Regions from separate parts of the Oryctolagus cuniculus genome. Here region 2 is linked to region 1. Evidence: chromatin contacts called from public Hi-C data. All regions are on one chromosome and are shown on one strand. Each heading gives the region's core, a stretch centred on a gene start, on an enhancer-like site or on the middle of the called end of the contact. The rest is flanking DNA. Distances are from core to core; before and after follow the strand shown. Region 1 overlaps FNDC3B (fibronectin type III domain containing 3B). Region 2 holds the start of FNDC3B (fibronectin type III domain containing 3B).

Region 1 (3,268 bases), core at 661-3,160:
GGATTAGTTGCATTTTATGAGCTGAAAAAAATGCTTTTTAAAAGGTTGCTACCAGTTTTCAAATAGGCAGATTCATCTGTAAGTTAGCCTCTCCCCTGGAGCTGTCTGCCATAATATGTTTGTAAGGAAACACCCAGAGAGGGATGGAAACTGGTCACAGGTGGAAGTTCTTTTATTTGTTGACTCCTGTGGTTTAGGCAATGCCGTATCTAAACCATCCCCCAAACCCATTATGTATCTAAATTTCAGAATCTCAAGTTTCTCTAAGTTTAAGGATAGCATTATTAAAAATTGTAATTCAGTCTAAAAGGTAGCTCTATAAGATGAAGTAACTGCACTATTGTTGATTGACAGTCTGGGTGATCTTTGTCATCGAGGACTCTGATTATGTTTGGCTGCCACAAAAGCAATTTTTTGGATCTACTCAGGGAGAGCCTTACTTTGTCAGGTGGCTTAGAGGGAAAAGGCATGTCCTAAATGCGTGTCAGAGATGGAGCCCTTTATTCAGGCAAACGCTAGAGAGTTGCTTCATGTGCTGGCATCACGTTCCACACCTCCCTCCTGCCTGTTCATAGTGAAGGAGGAATGTATTCAAGTTTGCTGGACTTCTTACTACATGGACGTCAGTGGACGAGTGTTTTTCATAACAAACCGCCTGAAAACACAGCAGATTAAAGCAGAGCTGGTGCTGTGCTCATGGGTTCTGGCCTGAAGGCTCTGTACTGGGTGCTGGGGAATGGCTGGTCTGTGCCTGGTGATGGTGATGTCTGGAGTCTTAGCTAGGAGGGCCCATTGCCTGGGGCTGGGATCTGCTGGGTGTCTTCACTCTCAAGTCCTAGACAGCAGTGCTGCCTGGCTCTGGGCAGAGCCTATCTGGGGCTACCCATGTGGCCTTTTTTATTTTTTAAGATTTGAAAGGGAGAGTTAGATCTTTTTTTTCCTTAATATTTATTTATTTATTTGAAAGAGTTACACAGAGAGAGGAGAGGCTGAGAGAGAGGGGTCTTCAATCCGCTGGTTCATTCCCCAGCTGGCCGCAATGGCCGGAGCTGCACCAGAGCCAGGAGCCTCTTCCGGATCTCCCACACAGCTGCAGGGACTCAAGGACTCAGGCCATCTTCTACTAGCTGGATCGGAAGTGGAGCAGCCGGGACTCGAACTGGCACCCATATGGGATGCCAGCATTGCAAGTGGCAGCCTCACCCACTGTGCCATAGCACCAGCCGCGCGAGAGAGATCTGCTATCTACTGATCCACTTCCAAATGGCCACAATTGCTGGGCTGGGGCTGGCTGGGGCAAGCTGAAGCCAGGAGGTAGGAATTCCATCTGGGTCCCCCATGTGGGGGAAGGGGCCCAAGTATTAGGGCCATTTGCCGTTGCTTTCCCAGGCATATTAGTAGGGAGCTGGATTGGAGGTGGAGCAGCTGGGACTTGAACTGGCACGCATATGAAATACTGGCACTGTAATTGGCTGGCATCCCACCTTGTGTGGCCTTTTCATAAAACCTGGGGCTCCCTCACAGCATGGCAGGATTTAGCAGGAATCAAGTATGATGGAGAGCCCTAGCTCAACTGTCATTGTTTTTAGGACTTGTCAACAAGCAAGTGAGAATGAGGATTGAGCAGAGAGTCAAATGCTGACAGGCTGTGCAGTATGCCAGGTGTTAGATGGCTGGCTTCCCCCCAAAGGTGTTGACCGCTTTTAGTGCATGGATCTAGAAATGGAGAGAGGCACCTGCTTGCCAAAATTGTTCAGATTGCCAAGTTGCCCAGCCTAGGCCAGATGAATTCTGGTAAACACAGTCATGGTGACACTGCAGGGGAGGCAGAGCAGCCAACCCAGCACGATTTATTTTTGTCCTATGTTGAGAAAGAGGCAGCACTAGGCACCAGGACTGGGGGAGGGCTGATCCCTTCCATGCCGTGTACACCAGCCAGCCAGCGGGAAGTCCAGGCTTTCCTGGAGAGCAGCTTTGTCCAGCAGTGGAGGACAAACCCCGTGAGCCCTGGTGGAAAACCATTCCCCAAGGTGATCAGTGGGGGCTCTCGGGCTGGGTCTGGGTGGGGGATCATGGTAGATTAGGGCTCCATGGGGTGAGAAGGGACAGACTCAGTTTGGAAAAGGAAACAACCCAGGTTTGTAGTATGTCACCCCTGCCAAGTTGAGCGCCTCAAAGTTTATCTGTTGGTTTGTACTCTAAGATTTCTTCACATTCTGTCGGAGATTAACCTTGCCCTTGAGTGAACTGTGTGAGCTGCAGAAACAAGCATTTGGGCATGCCTGAGATGGCGAAGTGGAAGCAAGCCAGTGAGGCCTGAATGCCCTTTTTTGGCTCACAGATGCTGGCAGCGGAGAAGTCAGGCCAGAACGTGACTGGGGTTTATATTGGTTCGTTTCCAATGAGGTCAGTAGCCCAGTGGCTAAGTTTGCCCCAAAATGACCAAGATGTGGTCTTTAGGCCTCCTCTCACCAATTTCTCTAATTGGGTTCAGTTTTTTCTTCCTTCCCCACTGGAAACAGGAAGTCCAGCACTCAGCAGAGAGAGGGTGTAATCTGCTGCTCAGGTGCTGCATGCCAGATCTACCAGTGTTCAGAGGATCCGGGCCCCAGCTCCTTCCTTAGGGACCAGCCAGCTCCTGGGCCCAGTTAGCCCTTCAGCTCCTCTCCTCCTCTTCCACAGCGCGTGCCCCTCCAGAAGCAGTGGCTGATCGGGATCAGGCTAGGACTGCACTGCTCCCCTCCTGCTCATGTTTGACATTTTATTGAAGCCAGCCAGTCTGAACAGCGGTCCTGATTACCCACTTCTGTTAGGGTCGTGTTTCAGGAGGGAACTTTGCATAAGGCTGACTTCAGATGATTAAAGAAGCAGGCTTCCTGAAGTTAGCACATCTCGGCACTCCTGAATAGTTTAAATCGGATTTTATTGGAATTGGAAACGTGCCGTAGATTTTCATCTTTCAGAATCATTTGGAGCCACAATACCTATAAAACAGGGAAGTTATAATTTACCATCTGTAAAAACTTCACTGACAGTAATGGCTTGGAGATGTCTAATTTCTGATACACAGTGATAAACATTCACATTAGCACTCCTGTCCATTCATAGGAATCTTCCAAAGCATTAGCTTTTTTTTTTTTTAAAGAACTGGTTAATGTTTTATTTATAAATGCTGTTTACAAGCTGGGATCCTTCTTGGCTTGCAAACGGATTCTCCAAATCTTCTGTACCTTTGAACATGTTCCTGCTCTAATGCTTCTCCCCAGAG
Region 2 (2,988 bases), core at 90-2,589, 290 kb before region 1:
GAGAGAGATTCTGGCTACAGCTCAAGGATCAGTAAATGATCTTACAGAGGGAAGATGAAGAGTGTTCTAGACAGAGGGGAGGCACAAAGGGACCCAGGTGACTCTGGGTTAAACTGGGCTGGAGGGCATGGCTCAGGGGGAAGCTGGCAAGGCCAAGGCTGGAGTCCAGTTGGGTCTGGTGGGACCGGTCCCCTGTGCCTGCATGAGAGCCTGGACCGTGCTCTGTGGCTCCTGGGGAACCCTTGCCTTTTTTCTGTGTTTGCCCACACAGAACTATGACCCAGGATTGGACCGGTAATTTAGAAAGACGGCTTCAAGGGGCTGGCGTTGTGGTACAGTCGATTAAGCTGCTGCTTGCCATGTTGGGCATCCTGCATTGGAGTACTCGGGTCAGTCCCGGCTACCTCAATTCGGATCCAGCTCCCTGCTAATGCACCTGGGAAGGCAGCAGAAGGCAGCCCAAGTACTTCGGCCCCTGCCACCCACTTGGGAGAGCTGGATGGAGTTCCTGGCTCCTAGTTTAACAGTTGAGGCCTAGTGCAGTTACTCAGAATTCCTCCCGGGGCAGCCATGGAAGGCAAGGGCTTCTCTGCGTGAACCTCAGTTCTCCTTTCCTGATATCCCTTGTTAATTTGAGGGGAAGAATGGGATGGGGGTCTATAAACCTTCGTGAGCCTGAGTAACGGGAACACACGCATTTGACTCAAGTAATACAAACCTAACGGTCACCTTATGAGTCCTATAGTGATCCCTGCGCTGTGCTGTGCTCGACAGGTACAGATAAGAGCAAGGCATATTCCGAGAGTGCATACTGGCTAATGAAGGGGGAAACAGGCATTTCCACTCGGTTAAGTGAGCTGGTGCCACGTGAGCTGCGAGAACAAAAGCGGTGGCAATACAGAAAGGAGTGCCAGAACAGCACACTGGGTGTCTGCGGGGATTAACAACAGAAATAAAGGAAATATAGGTGTAAATGAAAAAAATGTGTCAGGGCTTCAGCTTTGTGACTGAGCTCACACTGTTTATCCCGGTGTTTTGGCGATCTGCAGAGCGCGCACCGTCCCGGTTCGGGCGTCGCCGGTTCTTCCACGCCTCAGACCTCCCTAGTCCGGCTGAGTCAAAAGGAGTTCCAGCTCGGTGAGGCTGTGCGGGGGCCAGCCAGCGAGGCTCCCCCAGCTCCAGCGCGTCTGCGATTGTGTCGGCGGGACTACTCGGCGGTTTACGGCAGTGGGCGGGCCCCAAATCCCCATGTGGTCCCGACATCATTGACATGGCGGAATCCCCCATCAAACCCTCCTGGTAGTTATTTGAGCGGCGGCGGCGGCCGGAGGAGGAGGAGGAGGAGAGCAGCGGCGGCGGCGGCGGCGGCGGCGGCGGGAGCAGCGAAGGGGGCGGCAGGGATCCTGCGGGCTGCCGACTGGGAAGGCGTGGGCGACGCGTGTGTGGCGCGCCCGGAGCCCCGCGTTTCAGCCCCAGGGAAGGTAAGGCGTGCAGGCGCCCGGGGGCTGCAGCCCACCGGGACCCCGCGCTCGGCCGCCTGCTCCCGGCGCGCTGGAAAGCCCCGGCCGGACGCCTAGTCCGCCAAAGTGCGTTCCCGTCCCGGGAGCGCTCTGGGCTTCCCGGGGAAAACTTGGCGCCGGAGTGCGGGGGAGCCCCGCGAACACGGGGCCCGTGAGGGGGCGGCCTCTCCTGTCTGCCCCCCACCCCCACCGCCGTCCCCCCCTCCCCGGCCCGCGCTCGCCGGGGTCTGGAGGAGGGAGGGACGGGCTTGATTCCTCCCGTGGGGAAGAAAAGCCGGGCAGCTGCCCCCGGCCTCCCCCTCCCCAGCCTCCCGCGGCCGAGGTCCGAGGAATCCGCTCCCCCGCCCGGAATCCCCGCGGCAGGAACGCCGGCGGGAGGGGGAGGCGGCGGCGGCCGGCCGAGGAATCTCCGACGTGTCACTTTCCGAGGCTGTAGATTTCCATATGGTGGAGGGCGGAGGCGCGCGTGCCAAGTGGGGCTGCGAGTCGGGGGGCGGCGCGGGCCCGGGGGCACGGACTCCGGCGCTGGCCGGGAGGGTCCCGCGCCCTCGCCGCGGGCCGCCCGCCCCCGGCCCGGCCCCTACGGGACACTCCCCGCCTCGCCGCTGGCCACCTTCGAGCGCGCCACGTCCTCCCTCCCCGTCCTGCCCCACAGGCTCCCCCCCGGGCTGGGGGCGGTAACCGGCGGCCGCGGCCGGACTTGGCGAGCCTGGCGGCTGGGAGCTCGGGCGGGGGAGCGGGGCGCGGCGGGAAGACGCGGGCGACCCGGAACGTGGCCAGCGGAGCTCCGGTCAGTCGGTCACCCCCGAGGGGCGCCGCGGCCGGGGGTGGGGCGGCGGGCGGAATCCGCACCCCGAGGCGGCCGCGAGGGGCCGGGCGGGCCGGGGCCGGGGCCGCGCGGACCGTCTGGTGGCCGTGGCGGGGCGGGGGCGGCCGGCGTGGGAAGGGCCTGTCACCCTGGGCAGAAAGCCGGGCCCCGGGCTGTGCCCGCGAACTTTCCCTGGCGTCCCGGTCGAAGACGCGGACCCGGGCCCGGCGTCCCGGGAGACGGGCTGGGCCGCCGAGGCGCCGTTGGCGGGGAGGCTTCCAGGAGTGCGCTGTGGGAGTTGGAGATTTTCGAATCCCAGATCCCAGCCTGCCCGCTCCGGCGAGAGGAAGCGCTGGCATTTTTATCCAGACAGTGCCGTTTGCAGACTTCCTTCCAAGTTACAACTTTTTATTTTCTCTCCTCTTCAGCGCAGCATTTTCTTTAGACAAAACGTAGAATTTGGCCGCGATGGGCCAGGCCGGGGCCAGAAACCCTGGCGTTTATCTCCGCATCCCTGTTGGCTCCTAAGTCACCCTCCCCGCACCCCCTCCTTCCCCCTCCGGCGAGGCGTAATCATATTTTTGAACGGGCGAGGTCTTTTGTTGGGTGGGCACCCCCAGATTGCTTGTCTGTTTATTTTTTAATGTGCAACTAATTTGA

What was found. Hi-C and Micro-C count contacts between places; a contact is called where the count stands out from the background.
Region 2: a contact with region 1 is called in a Hi-C map of psoas muscle, with 5 times the contacts expected there. The contact joins the promoter of FNDC3B here to the enhancer-like site in region 1. A contact is called at or near these places in 3 of 6 Hi-C or Micro-C datasets (embryonic fibroblasts, psoas muscle and an unstated tissue).

What each region holds. Positions count from the first base shown.
Region 1 is chr4:107,912,388-107,915,655 of mOryCun1.1, reverse strand. The region is part of intron 11 of FNDC3B (fibronectin type III domain containing 3B); the gene reads left to right. Among named protein-coding and RNA genes, the nearest start is that of GHSR, 130 kb to the right of the region's middle. Within about 2 kb of position 1,910, at least 2 of the 8 cell types and tissues checked have an H3K27ac peak or open chromatin away from gene starts, as enhancers often do.
Region 2 is chr4:108,199,767-108,202,754 of mOryCun1.1, reverse strand. FNDC3B (fibronectin type III domain containing 3B) reads left to right here and starts at 1,339. Exons shown (of 25, transcript XM_070072505.1): 1 at 1,339-1,481.